Linked DNA regions of Nomascus leucogenys: region 2 is linked to region 1. The links are chromatin contacts, called in public Hi-C maps. All regions are on one chromosome and are shown on one strand. Each heading gives the region's core, a stretch centred on a gene start, on an enhancer-like site or on the middle of the called end of the contact. The rest is flanking DNA. Distances are from core to core; before and after follow the strand shown.

Region 1 (5,172 bases), core at 1,747-4,246:
AGCGAGGGCCAGCCCCAGGGAGCTGAACAGTGCGGGGTAGGGCCCAGCACTGAGAGCTCACAGGTCTAGGGTGGGCTGTGGGAGAAAGGAAAAAGGCAGATTCAAAGGGGAGCCCGCGATGAGTGCCTGTGATCCTGGCCCCTGGGTGGGCGGAGCTGGGTGGATGGTGGCATGCCTTTCTCTCAGAAGAGGCAGAGAAGGAGGCACACACCTGGGAGGAAGATGCTCAGTGGCCATGCTGAGTTTGCCATTCACGTGCTGGAAGCTCAGTGGATCTTACATTCTGGCACAGAATAATCTTCAAAGACAAAAAAAAATGTAGGTGGGGCCAGGCGTGGTGGCTCAAGCCTGTAATCCCAGCACTTTGGGAGGCTGAGGTGGGTGGATCACTTAAAGTCAGGAGTTCGAGACTAGCCTGGCCAACTTGGTGAAACCTCGTCTCTACTACAAATAAAAAATGACCCGGGCATGGTAGCGGGCACCTGTAATCCCAGCTACTTGGGAGGCTGAGGCAGGAGAATCACTTGAACCTGGGAGGCAGAGGTTGCAGTGGGCCGAGATTGGGCCACTGCACTCTAGCCTAGGCGATGGAGGGAGACTGTCTGAAAACAAACAAACAAACAAACAAACAAACAAACAAACAAACTCACTCTTCGGTGGGCTCTCCTCTGGACACAGGACCAAGTGCAACATGGCTTTCAAGCCCTTCCCAACACTGTCCCGGGTGACCTCTGCAGGCTCAGCTCCCACCACCCTTATAGTTTCTCTGGCCTGCCAGCCCTGCCCTTCCGTACACCCCTTGCCTGGCCCGGCCTCCCACCATTCATACTCTCCCTTGAGCAACTCCCTCATAGTCCCCACACATCTCCCAGGTCAAATGCCTTCTAGAGTCCTCCCTAACTCCTGTTTTCCCCTACAAATTGTAATCTCTCCTTCCAGTCGCCATAAATGCTTCGGAGCTTGACCGCACCACCCCTTATGAGCTACTTAACCACAGCAAGTAACTTCATCTTTCGTTCTCGCTTTTTAAAAATTTTTATTATTATTATTTTTTGTCTTTTGAGACTAAGTCTCACTTTGTCCCCAAGGCTGGAGTGCAGTGGCGCGATCTCGGCTCACTGCAACCTCTGTCTCCCAGGTTCAAGTGATTCTCCCACCTCAGCCTCCCCAGCAGCTGGGATTACAGGCGCTCGCCACCACGCCCAGCTAATTTTTGTACTTGTAGTAGAGACGGGGTTTCACCATGTTGGCCAGATTGGTCTTGAACTCCTGACCTCAGGTGATCCGGCCACCTCAGCCTCCCAAAGTGCTGGGATTACAGGCGTGAGCCACCACGCTTGGCGTAACTTCATCCTTCTAAGGCTTCAGTTTCTTCCCTGTGAAATGGAGCAAAAAATAACCCCATAGTGTGGTTGGAAAACTGAAGTAATACATGTAAAGTGCAAAGAACAGTGTCCGACACATTGTAGGCCTTGATTCATGTTAGCTATTATTATTATTTTAATTTTCACCTTCTAATTCCCAGTGTTTAGCTCTTGGTAGATGCTTAATTAGTATTTGTTGAATGAATGGAGAATTAATAAGGAAAATGATTTATTCTTGGGGCTCGACCTGGTTTTAGAAAATTAAGTATTTAGCAGAAGTGCAAGGAAGGGCTCTCTGATAATAGTTATATTGTTGGGTGCCCAGGGACTCCAAACTGACCTGGTTCACTCAAGAAAGAAAAATGACAGATTCCAAGTTGTTTCACGCACAACTTTCATGCTCACCCAAATCACACGGAATGAATGCATGCGCAGCACCAGGCAGGGCTGCCCAGGTGCAGGCGGTATCTCTGGCAGCGGCCAGAATGACTTCCACCAGCCTACCCACCTACCAAGGTTGGCACTCAGGCCCTAGACCCTGCGGCGCGTGTGGAGGCTGGGGAGGGAGTAGGAATCCGGCGGCAGCCACGTGGGCCCCTTCCGCCCGCTCCCCACATCCTTTGTTTCCCACCGGCCCTGGCTCAGGAAGCTCTTTCTGCGAGTCACCGCGAAGGGGCGGCCCGGGAGCCTGGAGAAGCTATTTCCGTGCAATCCGGGCGGGCGGCAGGCGCGGGGGGGTTGGGGGGGCGTGGAGGTGGAGGCAGCGCAGAAGGCCCAGTGTTTGCTTTTATTTCATCCAACAGAAGGTTCTATTTGTGGAAGCGAACAGACGCTAGGGATTAGAGCTGGGAGGGGGCAGGAAAAGGGAAAAAAAAAAAGCCACATCCACTACCACGCACAGGTCTTCCCCGGAACTACCGCGTGGGGGTGAATGACTGATTCTGGAATTCATCACCTCCCTATCCCTCTCCTTCCTCCGCTGCAGCCGGGCCTCTGCGGAGCCCACGGCTCCAACCAGAGCTCCCCAGGCGCTGGGCGGTGGGGGGATCCCCGGGGCGAAAGGCGTCGCCGCGGGGCTGCAGCGAGCGGCGGGTGCAGAGAACCGTGGTGCGCGCTCCCGCCTCGCGCCCGCAGCCCATTGTGCTTGCTGTGAATGAGGCGCGCGCACCAATCAGCGGTCGCTTCGCTCCCCGCGGCCCCGCCCCTCCCGCCCACTTCCTCGGACCCTTACGTCACGGCAACTTTTCCTCCGCCCCCTCCTTCGGCTTCTCCGCTGAACTGGGGGCCTGCCGGAGGGCGCGCGCGCCGCATTCTGCCCAGCCCAGCCCAGCCCGGGGGGCGTGTGCGCGCGTCCAGACCGGCCCGGGACGCACCACCTGCGCCCGAGCGCGCGCTGCCCGGAGCATCCCCAGCCCTCAGTCCACCCCCATTCCCCCCACCTCCTGCTCCCTCTCCCCTCCCCCCAGTCTCCTCCCTCCGCTCGGGAGACTGCTCGCCGGGCGGCGGGGCCGGAGTCGTCGCAGCCACCTCATTGCACAACCCGGCTTCCCAACTGTTTACACAGCCCGGCCTGTGAGTGTGTGTGTATACAGCGTGAGTCACCGGGAGGCGGAGGAGGTGGAGGAAAAGGAGAAGGAGGAGTGCACTGGCCGGGATCGGTGCAGCGCTCACACTCACTCACAGTCACTCTCTCTGAGCGCGTCTCGCTCCCTCTCATACACGCCCGGAGCCCAGGAGCGCGCAGGATCCCGAGCGCCGCGAAAAAGTTCTCCCGGATTTTGCTCGAGACTCATCGCTTTGGGAAGTGCATTTGCTTCGTGGCTCCGCTGAGCCTGCTGAATCCTGTCCTCGCGGCTCGGGACCCCGGGATCGCTGGCCGCTGCCGCCGCCGCCTCTGCCTCGCGGACTGTCGGCAGCCTCGGCAACAATAGTGGCGGCCGCCCCCAGCGAGGCTCCGGGAGCCCTTGTCTGCGGGGGTCCGGGGACTCCAGCCGGCCTCCGCCCCCCGGACGCACAGCCAGCGTGGTCCCCGCGTGCAACGCGAGCGCCGGGGAGCGGCTCCTGCTTTGCCCCTCGTGGGGGCCGAGCCAAGACCAGTCTGCAAACTCCATCCCGCCAGCTGGAAGAAGTCGCGGAGCCGGCGCCAAGCCCGCAGCGTCTTCCCGCGCGGATCCCGGGACTTAAAAAGCCGGGGCCACCCCGGCCCAGGACGGGATGCGGGTCGGTCCGGTGCGCTCTGCCATGAGCGGCGCCTCGCAGCCCCGCGGCCCGGCCCTGCTGTTCCCAGCCGCCCGAGGCGTCCCGGCCAAACGCCTGCTGGACGCCGACGACGCGGCGGCCGTGGCGGCCAAGTGCCCGCGCCTCTCCGAGTGCTCCAGCCCCCCGGACTACCTCAGCCCCCCCGGCTCTCCCTGCAGCCCGCAGCCCCCGCCTGCCGCTCCGGGGGCCGGCGGCGGCTCCGGGAGCGCGCCGGGGCCCAGCCGCATCGCCGACTACCTGCTGCTGCCCCTGGCCGAGCGCGAGCATGTGTCCCGGGCGCTGTGCATCCACACTGGCCGCGAGCTGCGCTGCAAGGTAGGTGCTCCCGGGCCAGGACCCGGCTGGGGTCGAGGGCGCGGGACGGGGTGGTAGGCAAAGGTCCTTGGGGTCCGGCCAACGCTTGGGCTGGGCACAGGGCGGATCAGTAGATTGGGTCAGATAAGACGCCATTTGACCAGGTTCACGTTTTTGTGGATTGAGGGGTTTCCCATGGAGTGGTATAATGGGGGCGCCTAGAGGAAGTGCAGTGTTCAGTGGCTTTCTCTATCTGTTCCTTTCCTTAGCGCCCAGTGTAGCGCGTGGCGTTCCATATAAGTTGTGGAATTGAAACGGATTCCAGGGCCATGCCATTCCCCTTTTCTCATTCTCCTCGCTCTCCACCTCCCCCCGCCCCCGCCATGTCCTGGAAGGACGGCCTGCAGTAGGTGCCTCCTAGGAGCTTGGAGCAGCTGGCAGCTCTCTTGTCGGGCTTGCACGGCACCCGGGCTCAGTTGTAGGTGGTAAGGGGGCTGGAAGACTGTGTCCGGCTCCTGCCTTGGGGATTCTGAATTGAATCCGCGCTGGGACTAGAACACACCCTCCCAAGGGAGCAGTCCCAGAGTCATCTGCCCGAGGCGGAGGAATCTGCTCGGAGTAGAAATGTTGAAAAGCCCACACCGGCCAGGAACCCTCGCTTCGATTCACTTTATTTTCCAGCCAGCGATTTTGCTTTGAACATAGGGATCCCATCCAGGAGGAGGAGACACAGCTCCTAGAAACAGGATCCCCCGGGTCCTCCTCCTGCGCGGGTAGACGCAGAACGTTCCCACAGTCTACTTTATGCGAGCGTGACACCCCTGCTTGAGGCACCCCAGAGCACCCTCGGGCTGCTCCTTTTCACCCGAAAGATAGGATTACCCCCCAGTTAAGTCGCTTCTGGGTTTTCCGCAACTCACCTGACACTCCCAACACCCCGACCCCGTCCCGGGGCTCGCTGCTGCCACCTACTGCCCAACCCGAATGAAATTTCAAACGCATGATCAAGCCCAGTTTAATAGGGAGAAAAAAAAAACCCTTTTCTTCTCCATGACTGGGACTAAGAGCTGTTCTGGGACAAGCATGTGTGTGTGTGTGGTGGGATGGGATGGGGTGGGAGGAGGGGGCAGCAGGGGATTTTTCTAGCTGGTGCCAGAGCAGCCAGGCCTCTTAGAGGTGGGGTGAGTCTGGCCATTGTGCAACCCCTTCCAGTTCCTCTGAGCAGATAATAGCTGAATCCAGATGGTGACAGCCC
Region 2 (5,050 bases), core at 2,382-4,881, 210 kb after region 1:
GCTTTTCTCCTCATTTGGAAGGCTTTTCTTTAGCTTCCACACCCACTGGAATTCACATCTTACCAACTTGGTTTAGGTACGAGCTCACATCTAACAGAGCTGGTGTCACAACGTAGCTGAATGTGACTTCAGTAGGGATTGCAGGATAACTTTAAATGGGTGATTATTTTGGTTTCACTGCATTTGTATTGATTAATTCCTGCATTTGGCAGATGGACTTAATTTCTGCCATAGAGGGAGAGATGGTGTGGAGGCTTTGTGGAGGTCTCCTTTGGGACTCCTCTGTGTGGTCAAGGGAACTGAGGCACAGGATCTGGCGAGGTGAGGCAGCCAGGAAGTGGCCGGCCAGGCCTGGAGCCCCTGCAGGCTGAGGCAGGAGGCCAGGCTCACCAGCCCTTTGCCACTACACCCCTTATGTCTGTGTCCAGCTTTGGCCTTGTCCCCTAGGCTACGTCAAACCTTTCTGCCTTGTTTCTGAGAAATGTGCTGAAAACACAAAAGCCCCTTCAGGCCTTCATGGGGTTAAACGTGACCTCCCAGGGAGCCAGGGCCAAGGGGCTCTGCAGTCTTCCGGGACTGTGAACACCCTGCCTCCCACTGGGACGGTGGCGTGGAGGGCATCTGGGTGCTCCCGGGCCTCTGTCACTCAGGACAGAGTCCTCCCGCAGGTCCTCGGGACCTGGTTGGCCAGTGGAGCGAGAGGAAGCAGTGAGGCTGAAGAAGCGGGCAGCTGGCTGCCATCCCACATCAACAGGCCCCGTCACTGTAAATTATTTATGCGCCATCGGGAGGCTGGACAGACTCCTTGATGGGCTTGTTAATAAGAAGCCTGCGGATCCTGCCTTGGCCCAGATTCCCGGGGGGCTGGGGATGCATGGAGAAGAGTGGAGGGGGAGCTGTTTCTTTTTGCTCAGCATCTCCTGATTGGAAACCGCAGCAATTCCTTGTCTTCTCCAGGAACAAGTATGAGCTCCACGGCGCCATATTCAAGGCCTCTGTGCAGGCACGGGTCTCACACTTCGCCTCTGCTTCAGCTGGGACAACTTTTGACTGTCTCTGCAAATGACCGTATCATTCCCAACTCCAGGTCTTTGCATCATGTGCTCTTTCCCCTGCCTGGAATTCCTTCTCTCTCAGAATCCACGAAGACAGCCCAGATACTACCTGCTCTGTGTGCCCCAGCGGCAACTCATCCGCTGATAGGCTCAGTTCCTCCTTCCTTGTGCTCCCACAGCTGAATGCATCCTTCTTAGCAGCACGGCCTCCATTCTGCACCCCAGCTGCCTCCATTCTGCACCCCAGCTGCCTCCATTCTGCACCCCAGCTGCCTCCATTCTGCACCCCAGCTGCATGCCTTGCTGAGGAATCTTGTGTTCACTCAGAACACAAGGACAATGACAGCATCTCCCTTAAAGCTTTGTGGTGCAGGCTAAATATGCACCCAGTTTAATAGAATGGCCAGTATCCATACATCACCCAACAGACCCTACCTCTTCTTTGTGATTATGATTAATACAGCTCTTATTTCATTTAATTGTGATAACTTCTTTTATAAGCCTCACGCTTACTAAACTCTGACCCACTGGAGTTCAGGGGACATGGTCTCACTCATCTCCAAACCTTCGGCTTCCAGCCCAACACCTGGCCCTTAGTAAGTGTTTCATAAAGAGTATAGATCCAATAGTAGCACACGTGGACAGTATCTAGCATTTATTGGGTGCTTACTGTCTGCCAGGCCGTGTTCTAAGCCCTTGATATGCATTAACTCATTTAATACAATAATCCTATGAGATAGCTATTACCAATATTCTCATTTTACAGATGAGGAAACCAAGTCACAGAGGTGTGAAGTAACTTGTGCAAAGTGACGTATTTAATGAGTAACATAATTGAATTCAAGCCCAGAGAAATTCATACCTCAATTAATTCCACTGCCTCTCAAAGTATGACTGTCACAGCACAGAGTGGGTATTTAATTGTAAGTGCCTGGCACAGAGTAGGAGTTTAGTGAATGTTGAATCAGTGCTTTAGGCTTTTATGTGTTTTGATTGCCAAGACTAAAGGCAGGGAAGTCCCACAGATCAGTTACGAAAAAGGGCAAGTTTCTATTTGTTAAACTTATCTCTGCAAAACGTTTCCAGGTATGTCCCCGTTGTTGTGTATCCTCTCCTGAGCTGGCCTGCTCTAGATCCAGCACTTGATCTTCCTGAGGCAGGGAAGAGCCTGTGTCTCCAGGCAGACCCTGTGGCCAGGCTGTGTGTTGCATCCTCATTACCGCAGTCTCTGCAGGCTGCGGGACCGCATCCCTCTGCCTGAATATTCCTTTCCCTCTCTGCTGCAATTCTGTGCTGCCACCGTGATCTTCCGGGAAACATTCTTTTTGTCCTTCAAGGTCAATTCACATGGACTGTCCTCTGGAAGATCCCAACTGCCACCTCCATTTCTCAGTTCCCCCCCACCGGGCACACGTCTACATTATTTCTGTGTGCACACATTTATGACAAAGTGGTAAATGACGAGGGTTTTAGTGACAGACCCCTGGCTTTTAGCCTGGCTCTGCCACCCAGTGTGGGTCTCTCCACCCAAGCCTCAATTTTCCCATCTATGAAGTGGCGCTAATCGTAGTACCTACCTCTCAGGTTTTTGTGAGGATTAAGTAGAAGAGTGCATATAAAGCACTTGAGAAATGAACGTGTCAACTGCTGCATATGTGCTCCTGGTTCTTTTATTTTTCTAAAAGGTGAGTCCTTCACACCCTGGCTTACCCCTGATACATCTTTGCGTCTCTGGTGATGAGTAGAGTTCCTGCCACACAGTCGGTGCTCCATACATGACAATCAAACTGAAGTTCAGTAGCAGGCATTTGCTGAGCACTTACTATGTACTAGGTGCTGAGTATGCCAAGATGGGAAGCCGCCAAAAGGTCGAGATGCATTTATGTAAAGACAGCTAATGAGAGACTGAATGGGTCCCAGTATGATGCAGTCATTGGCTCGTTTATTCATTAAGGCTTTTGTTGCACCAGGTTCTGGGGAGATAGATATGAATAAAATGCATTCCTGGTCCTCGAAGGGGCATGCATGTTTGCAAAATGTACAATAGGAGCGAATGACTGCTGTTGTAGGGGTATGAACGAGGTAGACCCTGGGGCTCAGAGGTCAGAGCCAGCCAGGGATTGCAGATGGGTTTGTAATGGCAGGGGCCAGGGGAGCTGGGGGAGATGGACGGTGCTTTTGTACTTGCTGACCCTTCGCTTGGGATGCTGTTCCTCCTCCACATCCTTCTAGCCTCAGAGGGCCTGTCCCCTCCTCAGTGCGTCCTCCTTGGGAAGCCCACCTCCTCATCTGTCTGTCACTGTGCTCTGTTCATTTCTTCTGAAGTGCTAACCACAATCCACAGTGACTAAAAGGCAGAGAAGGAAGGAAACCAACACTTCTTGAATACCTACTAGGTGCCAGGCACCGTGATCGTCCATTGACACACATTATTTAATTAATCTTCTCAACACTCCTGGGGTACCAGAATTATTATCGTCATTTTGCAGACTACAACAGAGGTCCTAAGACGGCACGTATCTTTGCCCAAGGTCACCAGCCGGAAACAGGAATGGAACTAGAATCAAGGCTAGCTGCCATTCCACACCCGCGGCACTTTCATGGCAACGGGAGAGGCCAGGTAGGAAAGAGAGGAAGTAGAGTGACTCATTTACCGCCCCAGGCATTTCAGCAACAAGTAAGTGATTTCCCTAATTCTGGTCTGCTATTAATACAGACTTGGCAGCTAAGAACTAAGTTGCAGAAAAACAGGTTTTCTTCCTAACTCAGCAGCACCACCTGCAGCATCTAAGGGAACACTGCAAAAATGATCAGCAGTGGGAACTCTGGTCTTTGCTGGAGCCCCGAGAGGGTATCATGAGGGAGGAAACTGAGGCATCATCCAGTCACTTTTCATCTTTAAAAGGAGCAAATTGAGACCAAGAAAGGAACTTACTTCAAGTCACAAAGTTAGTGATGGCATATTTGAAGGTGTATCCCTCCTGACTCCTAGTTCAGTACCCCTTCTCCTCACTTTCCCTTTCATCTTTCTTCTTCTTCTTCCTCCTTCCCTTCTCCTCCTCCCCTACCTTCCTTCCTCCTCCTCATCTTCTCTCTCATTTATTCACTAAGCAAACATTAATTGGGCACTTAATAGATCTTGAGCATATTCCTCTTTGTGGGATATAAATATGGATAGCTAACGTTTTCTTTTTGTGTTATTGCCTGGATTAACTGACACTAACAATGTACTTCATAATTACAACTAAGATGCATTGAGCGTGAGTGTGTGCCAGGCACCATGCTGAGGCTTTATCTCAGTTACCCTCACAGATGAGGACACTAAGGCTTAGGGAGGTCTAGGAACATGCCCAGCATGGCTCAATGAGTTGTAAAGCTGGGATTGAAACCCAGATCCTTCTGACTCCGGGGCCAGAGATCTTAACCGTTATGTTATATTTACTCTTTAAAGTATCTAAGGTTAATTCAAGAAGTATCCATACTCTAAAAGAATTTTGCTCCTATTTAAAATAATGACTTTTTTTTTTTTCTTTTTGAGACAGAGTCTTGCTCTGTCGCCCAGGCTGGAGTGCAGTGGATCTTGGCTCACCGCAACCTCTGCCTCTTGGGTTCAAGTGATTCTCCTGCCTCAGCCTCCCGAGTAGCTGGGATTACAGCATGTGCCACCACACCTGGCTAATTTTTGTATTTTTAGTAGAGACAGGGTTTCACCATGTTGCCCAGGCTGCTCTTGAACTCCCGACCTCAGGTGATCCTCCCACCTCAGCCTCCAAAGTGCTGGGATTACAGGCGTGAGCCACTGTGCCTGGCCTAAAATAACTACTTATTTCTTGTCTTAGAGTGGTGCTGATTCTCTTGTCAAATTAATTGCTTCTTAAATCCCTAGGAGTTTATGTTAAGGTTTATCTAGGTACCAGGCATTGTGCTAGGTGCCAGGGATACTGCCAGTGACTATAGGTCAGTTAGGAGTCCATGGCCTTGTAGGTGTCAGTTGT

Evidence for each region. Hi-C and Micro-C count contacts between places; a contact is called where the count stands out from the background.
Region 2: a contact with region 1 is called in a Hi-C map of a lymphoblastoid cell line, with 9 times the contacts expected there. The contact joins the enhancer-like site here to the promoter of TRIB1 in region 1. A contact is called at or near these places in 2 of 4 Hi-C or Micro-C datasets (a lymphoblastoid cell line and an unstated tissue).

The regions. Positions count from the first base shown.
Region 1 is chr16:77,507,387-77,512,558 of Asia_NLE_v1, forward strand. It overlaps TRIB1 (tribbles homolog 1), which reads left to right and starts at 2,997. Exons shown (of 3, transcript XM_030795253.1): 1 at 2,997-3,938. The coding sequence starts at 3,579.
Region 2 is chr16:77,715,635-77,720,684 of Asia_NLE_v1, forward strand. No RefSeq gene overlaps it. Among named protein-coding and RNA genes, the nearest start is that of TRIB1, 210 kb to the left of the region's middle. Within about 2 kb of position 3,632, the one cell type or tissue checked has an H3K27ac peak away from gene starts, as active enhancers do. A contact at or near this core is called in a lymphoblastoid cell line, where this site is marked.